Linked DNA regions of Hordeum vulgare: region 2 is linked to region 1. A link is a contact called in public Hi-C data. All regions are on one chromosome and are shown on one strand. Each heading gives the region's core, a stretch centred on a gene start, on an enhancer-like site or on the middle of the called end of the contact. The rest is flanking DNA. Distances are from core to core; before and after follow the strand shown. Region 1 holds the start of LOC123447848 (CCR4-NOT transcription complex subunit 11-like). Region 2 holds the start of LOC123447850 (glycerophosphodiester phosphodiesterase GDPD4).

Region 1 (5,166 bases), core at 596-3,095:
AATCATTCCAACAAACAAATTCAGTCAAAATTCAAGCACCACCACTGAAAGTGCAAAACAAAAAGCATCAGTAACAGACCCACTGAAACTGAGAAGAAGAAAAAGATGATAATTTGAGTCCTTTCGGCACTGAAAACAACATAACAAGTGAAGAGAAAAGGTGAACTTCAATATTTTCTCCTGAACCAACCACCAGATATGTGAATCTACTGTGATCCTGAAATAATCCAACACCCAGAACCAAGAAAACAGCAAGCACATGAAAAGGAAAACTCCATACTAATATATTATTCACTGATAATTGCCAGTGGAACCTTGCTAAGTTCATAAAAACCCTATACCATAATGATTTCACTGGTTTTTAGAAGAACATGGAAAGAAGCATTTGCACGTCTTTCCACTAACAGGAGAAGCAAATTGGCAAATGAGTTACATAGTAAAGTGACAAAAGCCAAATAACACAGCACACACACTACACAGGAAACACAAACAACTTATGTTACTCCTCATGGTGGTTCACGTGAGTGGCCACCAATATACTAACATCCCACTCAAAATCTAAAACAACAAATAAAAAATAGGAAGGAAGTCAAGCAGTTTGAAGTGTCAAATGGAAAAGCATGTAGCCAACGTAAAGTCTAATGATCAACCCTGGTTCCACTATTTGATCTGCTACCTTTCCCTACTTGCTCATGCTTGTCAGATTATCTCGGTAAAATGGGAAGAAGAATTCAGATCTTGAACTCTTCCATTTTCCATCTTTTTCTCCAGAGCTCCCTGAGAACCCCAATTAAGGGCTTTTTGGTTCAGTGCCAGCATATGGTATTCTATGACATCTTCTTAACCATTTCGACCTTCAATCTCAAGGGCCGGTGAATCAAGACCACAATGAGGCCTTCATATTCGACGTTCGTCAAAAAGGCTGTGTTGCAACGCCACTTACCGAAGGTTTAAGTCAAAGGCAAAGGGTGCATGGTAGCTCGCGCTTCGGAGATATGCCTCCCATCGAGCAAGAACAGGATACCTCAATCGTCACATCTTCAGTGATCAGAGGATGCCTACATGGTTCAGCCGCTTGTCCACAATTGCAGAGTTGAGTTTTTTTTCCTTTGTGTTGACAGTGTCGAACTGGATTCGTCCACCGCACTCTGCCCTAATATAATCGGAGATTTAATTTTCAAAAGGGAACTGGAATACAGAATCTTAATCTTCGCCCCTTTCCTTCAATCCATTAAAACCCAGACAGAGCAGCCAGAACTACAGAATTTCGCAAACTGGCATGAATTTCCAGAAACAACTACTCCAAAATAACCAAATCAAAATAGACAAGCAGGCTTTCTCGCACAAAAGCCGTACACGTTGCTGCAGAGTTCACCCACCCCTCACCCAATCCCAGTTACAAACCTCCATCAATAAGGATACCGATCGACCTGCCCCCCGAAAAAACCTAGAAACCTATGCGCCTGACACTCCACAGCCCGGGGCCAACCGGCCAAGCAAAACGGCGATTAAACTAGGTATAAGGAGGGAGTATGCAGATGAAGGGGGTGGGCGGGTTCAGGGCGAGGGCTGCAACGGATTACCTCGAGGATAAACTTGATGGCGGAACCGAAGCGGAGGCGGCGCTCGGGCGGGACGCGGGCGAGGAAATCCGCCACGACGTCCTCGAGCGGGCGCGAGACGCCGGAGATCAGCTTGAGGAGGTCCGCGCATTCATCCCGCCGCATCTGGTACATGGGCATGAATGGGGAGGGCGTTAGGGCAGGCGCGGTGGCGGGCGCCGCCGGCGGCGAGGGGCCGGCGTCCTTGCTGGGGGACATGGTCGAGGGGTCGGGCGGGGAGCGGGGGGCGGGGAGGGCTTAGGAAAGGGGTGAATGGGTTTAATGTGGCGATGGACGCTGCTTTGACGCGGTGTTAATTGAGTAATTTGGACGTTTTTGTTTTTTTTTATTTGAAATATGAACTTCTCATTGTTTGAGTCTGGTTTTTTTTTTAAGAAGAAATGTTTGAGTCAGTTTTGCCAAGTTTTTTTTTAGTAATCTCACAAACTTTATTTATTGATTGAAAGTGATGTTTATAGGTACAAGATTTGGGTATGACCAACCAAACCAAACATGCATATATATATATATATATATATATATATATATATATATATATATATATATATATATATATATATATATATATATATATGTGTGTAAGTTACAAGTAAATTTATGGAGATTGTGAGCCACAAAATTATAATATAGTTAGAATGGAAACAGGCCAGCCCAACCTACACGTTGGCCCTTTGTTTTGCTAAAGGGAAACGTTTGAAGCCGGCACCTCGGTTGAACTGTTCGGCCCGTCACGAAACCCGTGGGGGTGGCTGACCCAATCACGCAGCATTTTTCGTTCAGATTTGCTGTAACGAGCGTTTAAATTTGCTACAAGCGTTTCTCATTTGCTATAATGTGTTTATTAAAAAAGCTGCATCTACGTTTGGCTGCAACCTAAGTTCGTCGGATTTTTTCGCTACAACCGGCGTTTGTTTTTTACTACAACCGGTGTTAATTTTTGCTACAACCAGTATCATTTTTTGCTACAACCGTTCACTAAAAAAGTTGCATACACGTTCGTCGGAGTTGCAACCCGAGTTCACCAGATTGTTTTGCTACAACCCACATTTTTTTTGCTACCACGCATCATTAGCGTCGTTTTTTTGCTACGACCATGTTGGTATTTTTTTCTACAACCATATTTTTGTTGCATCCGTGGCCAAAATTTGCTACATCGTCGTTTATTTTTGCTTCAATCGATGATTTTTGCTGCATGGACAGATTTGACGGTCAAACCAGATTCGATCTCGCGGATCGGGCGGCTCGCGTGCGGCCGGCCGAAAGTTTCGGCCGCCGCGCTGGCGCATAACACTGCCCTTTGCTAAAGGGATATGGAGTCGATGAGTGGTTCAGTGGTGATGACCTTACGCCCCCACTCGATAACATGGTCTGGCCCATTTTAATGCTAAATTTGCACAAAAATACAAATAGTAACACAACAGTTCTTCGTAGCGAAAAAACATGTCCGCTTAGGAGGATGAGAGACACACGTTGGGCGGTCTCCTACGCCCTGACCTCATCTCGCGGAACCTCGACCTCCACTCCTGCGAAGTAGTCCTTCGTCGGGATGCCCTCCGCTTGCTACTCCTCAATGACAGGGGGCATACGATGGACGCTCAGTTTTTGTGCCATATTACTATGGTTGATTCATGGCACAAAAACTGAGCCCCCAACCACGTACCAAAATCGACTCCCCCTCATGGCTGCAATCTATTGATTCTTTGTCGACGGCGGCCGGTGCGGTGTTGACACGTTGCCCCGTCCATGGATCTTGATATCCTAGGTACTGCGCCACGTAGTGGCAATACCAAGTCTGGTGTGGACGAGCCACCTACCCGTATGCACGTGCAAAGCCAGGAGGTATACCTTGACCCTCGGTAGTCCTCATTCATTCCCATTCCTCACCCAGCCCCACCCCCACGCCTCCGCCCCCTACTCGTCTTCCACGTCCAATTATGGAAGAAACCTAGGGTTTCTCCTTCCTTCCCTCGGATTCCTTTGGGTGGTGGAGGGGAAGGTGGTCGGTGATGTGCGCTCGTTTGCGAAATGTGGCAACATCTCCCCTAGTTGTTCTGATTGGAGACAAGAATGGTAGCAGCGACCACTTCCACGATGCCCAATGAGGATTCCAGGGCCGTGGCAATTTCCGTGGACCTGAGTGGGATCGCGAACACAAAAAATGGCAACGAGATAGCCCTATGGGCTCTAGAAACTCCTTCTTCAACTCAGGATCATCTTCTCACCAAACTAAGGACCGGTGGGAGGTGGTGGCGCCTCAGGACAAGACCAGTGATAAGGCATCGCTTCCGCCGCAACCAGTGAAACCTACATCTCATGGATCTGGTAATGATAGCCCTTGCATGAACTGACACCTCACAAGTCACTTTACTGCCTCACGCCCTACGATTCGATGCGAGAAGTATAAGAAACTAGGTCATACTTCTCATATCTGCCAAAATGTGTTGCCATGAGAATGTGTTGCTTTGATGCGTGAGTTTCAGTGTCTCCTGGGCTGGTTTTCTTCTACTTTCCTCACTACTAGGGAAAACCCTAGAAGTGGCGTGGGTCTATGGGCTAGGAGTAGCGTGGGTACCGACGCTACTGCTAGGGCGCTACAGCTAATTGTAGCAGTAGCACGGATCAAACCCACGCTACTGGTACTTGTGTTAACAACAACGCGTATTTTAGTTCTTTATATTTATATTGTATTTATACACCACCATACAATTTTTTATATAGTAGCAATGAAGAGGTTGTGGAAGAAACATGTATTAGATTAAAGGGCTGGATCCAAGTGTCCAAGTTGGATTAGTAGGACGATATGATGTTGGGACAACACACAAGTGTCGAATGATAGGCATCGAGAAACACGGATTAGATTAAAATGGACGGATCCAAGTGACCAAGTCGGATTAGTTGGACGATATGATGTTGGGATTCGACACTTGTGTGTCCTGATTTTGACACTTGTGTGTCGTCCCAACATCATATCGTCCTACTCATCCAACTTGGTCACTTGGATCCATACATTTTAATCTAATTTGTATTTCTTCCACTCAATGTAACAACCCATCATTATCATAATGATATAACACCTCATCATCATCATAGTCATATAACAACTCATCATCTGTAGTCAGATAATAATTGACCATCAATATAGTACATGAAAAGTTAACCAACACTAGCTAATTGTTACCATCCTAGGTAAATAACTCATCATCATTCTAGCACATGACAAATACTAGCTAGGACCTACTCCTCTCTCTTAGGTAAAATAATAAAACAGGTAAACCCCTCCATCTGCATAATCGCGAATAGAGATCCATATGTCTCCACTTTGTGGCATGTGCACATCCATGTTGTCTCCAATTGGTTGCGTGCGCGCATTCATTACTTTCCTCCATCCTTTGATGTCAAGGTATTCATATGTTAAAGAAATCAAGTATGCACTATGGAAAGCCACCGACAGACTTCTCCATAAGCTAATAATCTCATGTCACCTTTGGTAAACATCAGGTCAGACACAATATCCTTCGGGATCTTTTGTTGAAGAACATAATAG
Region 2 (4,812 bases), core at 955-3,454, 660 kb after region 1:
GTTGTACAACAAGTGCATATGCAATACTATTGCTCCAAAGAGGGGACTACCATAAACCCCTTGCGGGGCTACACTTCAACGTCTAAGCGGTACAACCGCTAAGGGATCCGGTAGTATCGAGAAAAAAAATTAGACGATACTACCATAGCAGTGCCACCCCTTGTACCACAGTCAAACCATGAGAGATTCTCCTCCTGTGGTAGTAGGTCTGACACTTAGTCCGGTAGTGCCCCTTCAATAGGGGAGTGGTACTACCGGTTATAAGCGTAGTGCTACCGACGTGGGGCAGATAGTGGCACCACTTCTCGTGGCACCACTTCTCGCATGAAGGGAGCGGTACTACCACCCTCAATCCTGGTGCCATCGGGTAAATAAAACCATGAAATATGGAAGAACATTGAGAACACCTCGAAAAGATGGGAAGGTAATATGGATGCAAAGTTGGTTTTGTGTACGTGTTTGATTCCACTTGTACCTTCCGACACAAACCCCCTCTTAATAGTACGGTTTTCCTATGACTCAAGAGAAAATAAATTACTGCAACACCGTCTTTGCTCTTTTCTTTCTAGAGGAGAACCGAACCGTCTTGTGCGAGTAAATTGCAAAAAACATTATAATTGTGCAAAAGTCATCAGAGACCCACCAAAATGCATGTGTTCTGGTGTTTTTTTTCCGAAGCGTTGGAAACTTCGTCTCAATTATGGTGTTTTTGCAATTTACCCATCTTGTGCAAACTGGTTATTTTTACTAAGGTCTCTAGTGGCTCATCATTGCATGAGCACGAGACAAAAGACTCGGGCCTCCAATGGTCAACGCGGACGTCAGGCTCGAAGGTTCTTAACGTTGATGGATCCGTCCTCGTACATGATTCGATGATGGGCGCTAGTATGGTCATGGGATTTTTGAGGGGGGGGGGTTATTTTTTCATCATGTCGAGAGCCACAAACCTGCAAGTCGCGAGAGAAGGTGGGACTCATGAAGCTTGCCATGAAGATGACCGTCTAGAGGCCACTCAGCTTATCCAAAATAGGAGTAGCGATAGATTAGCAAATGCTATGCTGATTGAAGAGACCTAAACTAGTCTACTAGATGAGAGTTTTTAATCGAGCATATTAGGCGTGAGCAAAACAATGTAAGCCATTATATGGCAAACATTGGCAGAAGGGAGCCACGAAAAATTGTTTGGCTGAGATCTGAAACAGGTGATGTACTAAAGCCTTATTGGTTCATAGGATAGAAATATCATAGAAATAAATCTTTTTATAGAAAGTGAGACGACATGTATCTCAATTCCTATAAAAAAGATATTATCTGATGCATTGGTTATTTTTTTACATTGAGTCTAGGATAATGTTTAAAAAAATATGAAGCATTGATTTCATTATCCTACATAGTACAATGAGCATAGAATAATGTTTTTTTCCTTTTAAAATGCAAAGGATTGATTCTATCTTACACAGAAATAGGAATCTATTCTTACAAAACAAAATGCTTCTAAGGATTTTTTTTTGAAAATCCTATCCTGTTAAATTCCTGCAAACCATGAACTTGTGTAAGGCAGATGTACCTGTTTTCTTTTCCTTGAGAATCAGCCTAATTGATATTAATACAGGGGACTGGAGAAATAATTCGACCTAAATCAAACGGAAACGTCATGCTTCAGCCGACGGATCGCACGCGGGCGTCAGTCATTTCGTTCGTGTGACGCGTGTCCTATTTGAACTCATGTAGTTTGTCATTCTACAACTTAACGCTTGTTGCAGATTGCGTACCGCAACACGTCCTATGTTGCAGGATCTGAAATCTAAATCCCTTAAGGACAGACGCCTCTCGCTCGTGCAACGCTTGTCTTATATACGATCACCTAGCTTGCACTTGTTGAAAATTTCTATAACACGATCCTTGTTGCAGAAAATATCCTATAACAAATTCTATTGAAAAAAAAATATACAGACGTTTACGTAATATGTTTTTTTGTTGCAAATTTTTTTTGCAACATAATATATGTTGCAAAAGACCCGTCAGTCGGACGACGTAGCAGCGTGCTTGTTTCCATAATTGAAGCGTTGTTTTAGAATTTTGTGTGATGAAGAAGACGATCAAGTTGATGACACGGGTATGCATCAAACGCCTAAAAGGATGGTGGGTGGTTACTACAAATTCATCCATGGATGCGTAGCGGTCCCCTCTGAACCAAGACGAAGAAGAGACGACTGAAAATTAGACACGTTTGCACAGTGAGGAAGAGAGCGTCTGAGAGAAAAGAAAAGCGAGAGAGCTGCCGAAAGCTTGAAACGCAGAGCATGAGAGGGCTCCTCGGGCTTGGGAGGCAGCCGCCGCCGCTCCCACTTTTCCCCGCCGGCAAGAGGACCTCGCCGGCTGCCACCCTCCTCCTCCGCCTCCGCCGCCTCCTTCCGACCAGCCGCCTCTTCCGTCTGCTCCTCCTCCTCGCCGCCCTCTCGCTCGTCCCTCCGGCCTTCTTCCACTTCCGCCTCCGCCGCTTCCACCGCGTGCGTCCCCCACACTCGTCCATCCTTCCGAGATCTCTTCCCCTTTCGAAAGAGTTTGTAGGCGACGCGTTGGTTCTGACGGTCTGTTGCCTCCCCAGATCCGCGAGAGGAGTTGCGGGTGGATCCCGAGCCCGCCGCTGGTGTGCGCGCACGGCGGCGACTCCACCAACGCGTTCCCGAACACGGTGGGTGCTAGATCACCGTGATCCCGGATTCGCACTGAATTTGTTACGGGTGCATTTGTTTTTTCTTTCCTTTTTAACCGGATCCCCGGATGTAACGGTGAGCTCTTGGTTTCAGATGGACGCCTTTAGGATGGCTTTGGATGCCCGTGTAGACTGTGTGGAGGTGGATGTTTCGAGGTCCTCCGATGGCACTCTCTTCGCACTACATGACAGGTAATTGATGTCCTGCTTGCCTGTAATTGTATAATGGACCTGAAACGTGCCTTTTATGTTTAACATGAACATCAAACGGGCTGTTGACTAGGTGCAGTGGCTGCTCTAAGTAAGCATTGTTGCAATTGTTGTATCTACCCATGACCATATGCCAAGCTTAATGGAACTGGAGACGGCAGTTACAAATTGTAATACTAAATGGGCTCTGGATAGGTTTTTGTTGTGTACCATTTGATATGGACATTCTTTGTTTGATTCGTTATTAGCAGATTAGACTGTAGGTTGATCCATTATATGCCATTTTTTTGTGCGTGGCACCCTGACTCACGTGCTGATTGGTAACTAACTGACAAATGCAACACTACTTAAGTTGTCATGTTTATTGGATGCAGAATTATGCAATTTATATCTGCATTTGGATGTTTGGTCACACATTATTAATACATTGACATTTCGGAGACCATCTAACTTTTTTTAGTTGTAGTTAGTAGAGAACTCTACTTCTCACTAAATGACATATAGCTCGCTGCTTTCTTTCCTAAATGATAGTTTTCCTCAGTATAAATGGAGCTTATAACTATCAAAGGGTTTCACCTTCTGGTATTGGCCTGTTAGCATTGTTTGAAGAAAGTGCGGGAACCCAAAATATATTATTTTTGAAAGTTTAGCATTATTTGAGTTGGCATCAACTAGCATTAGTCACTGAGTTGACACATCAATATAAATTAGCAAAAATTCTTTAGTACAGTATCCTGCATGCTAATCCTTTATTTTTTAATAGTATATCATGGGCTTAATTCAAAATTCACACAGTTAGGGATCTGCAAAGAATGTCTGGTAATTCTACAGCGAAAGTTGGCCACTGGAGCACTCATGAGGTGAGCTCATTTTATTTTGGTTAATCTATCTGTAAGTTGCCAAATTTGTTGGTCTTGGTGTTGGTTCATTAGTGGCGCTTTATTATTTTGGCCATGCTAAAAGAAGCTAGTCAAATGACAATATTAACTGCGTGTTTTGAACTAGCAGCATATATTTGTATCCTTTCCTAGTTTCCTGAGCACATCCTGATCATCAACTGATGCTCATGATATGTTGATCTGGTGATGAAACACTAACAAAGTGACCTTTAGTCTTCATAGATAAAAGCGGTGACCACGAGGTTTCAGCTATCGAAAACAGTCCGAAACCAGGAAGTTCCCAAAGCAGAAGATGCTCTAGAGGTAAGCATTTGCCTAATGAGTTTGCGTTGCTAGTAGTATTTTAGTTATCATTGGATTATGTTTGATGTAGACATACTTCCATGAATTAATTGACTTCTATGCTACTGAACTTTTCTCCTCTTGTAGTTGATATCACAATCTGTAAGGCAAGTTATTCTCGATGTCAAAGTTGGCCCTCCTTCATTTGAGAAAGGTTTGGCGGAAGATGTAATGTCTATTGTAAGTTCCAGGTAGCTCATTTTTTGTTTTAACTTCATATAAAACTTATACCTTTATTTACGTTTCTTGGTTCATGACATGTACCTTCCGTATGTGTATCATCAGTTTCAAGAGGTTAAACGGAATCAGGGCCTGTTGATTGTAATATGTGATTTGTATAACGGTGGGAATGCTTACAGTAGTTAGTAGTCTGGTATTTAATACTTGATCACATATTGCTTCTGAAATTAGCATTTTCATCCATGGCAAAATTGTCTATTGTTCTATCCATCTATATTTAATTGAACTTGTGCACTTCTTTATTTGCTCGTTAGTTTCTGTCAGTTGTCATTAGACTGTAATAGTCTTGAATATTCCAATTTTTGAGGGAATTTGATAAAACCTGTCTTGCATCAATATCATTTACATTTTTAGGGGTAATATCAATGTCATTTATATTATTTGCAGGTCAGGAGAACAAACTGC

Evidence for each region. Hi-C and Micro-C count contacts between places; a contact is called where the count stands out from the background.
Region 2: a contact with region 1 is called in a Hi-C map of seedling, with 2.1 times the contacts expected there. The contact joins the promoter of LOC123447850 here to the promoter of LOC123447848 in region 1. A contact is called at or near these places in 2 of 6 Hi-C or Micro-C datasets (leaf and seedling).

Annotation. Positions count from the first base shown.
Region 1 is chr4H:53,207,423-53,212,588 of MorexV3_pseudomolecules_assembly, forward strand. It overlaps LOC123447848 (CCR4-NOT transcription complex subunit 11-like), which reads right to left and starts at 1,846. Exons shown (of 12, transcript XM_045124547.1): 1 at 1,584-1,846. The coding sequence starts at 1,820.
Region 2 is chr4H:53,864,453-53,869,264 of MorexV3_pseudomolecules_assembly, forward strand. It overlaps LOC123447850 (glycerophosphodiester phosphodiesterase GDPD4), which reads left to right and starts at 2,205. Exons shown (of 9, transcript XM_045124550.1): 1 at 2,205-2,510; 2 at 2,609-2,695; 3 at 2,811-2,908; 4 at 3,726-3,786; 5 at 4,048-4,128; 6 at 4,255-4,347; 7 at 4,795-4,812. The coding sequence starts at 2,304.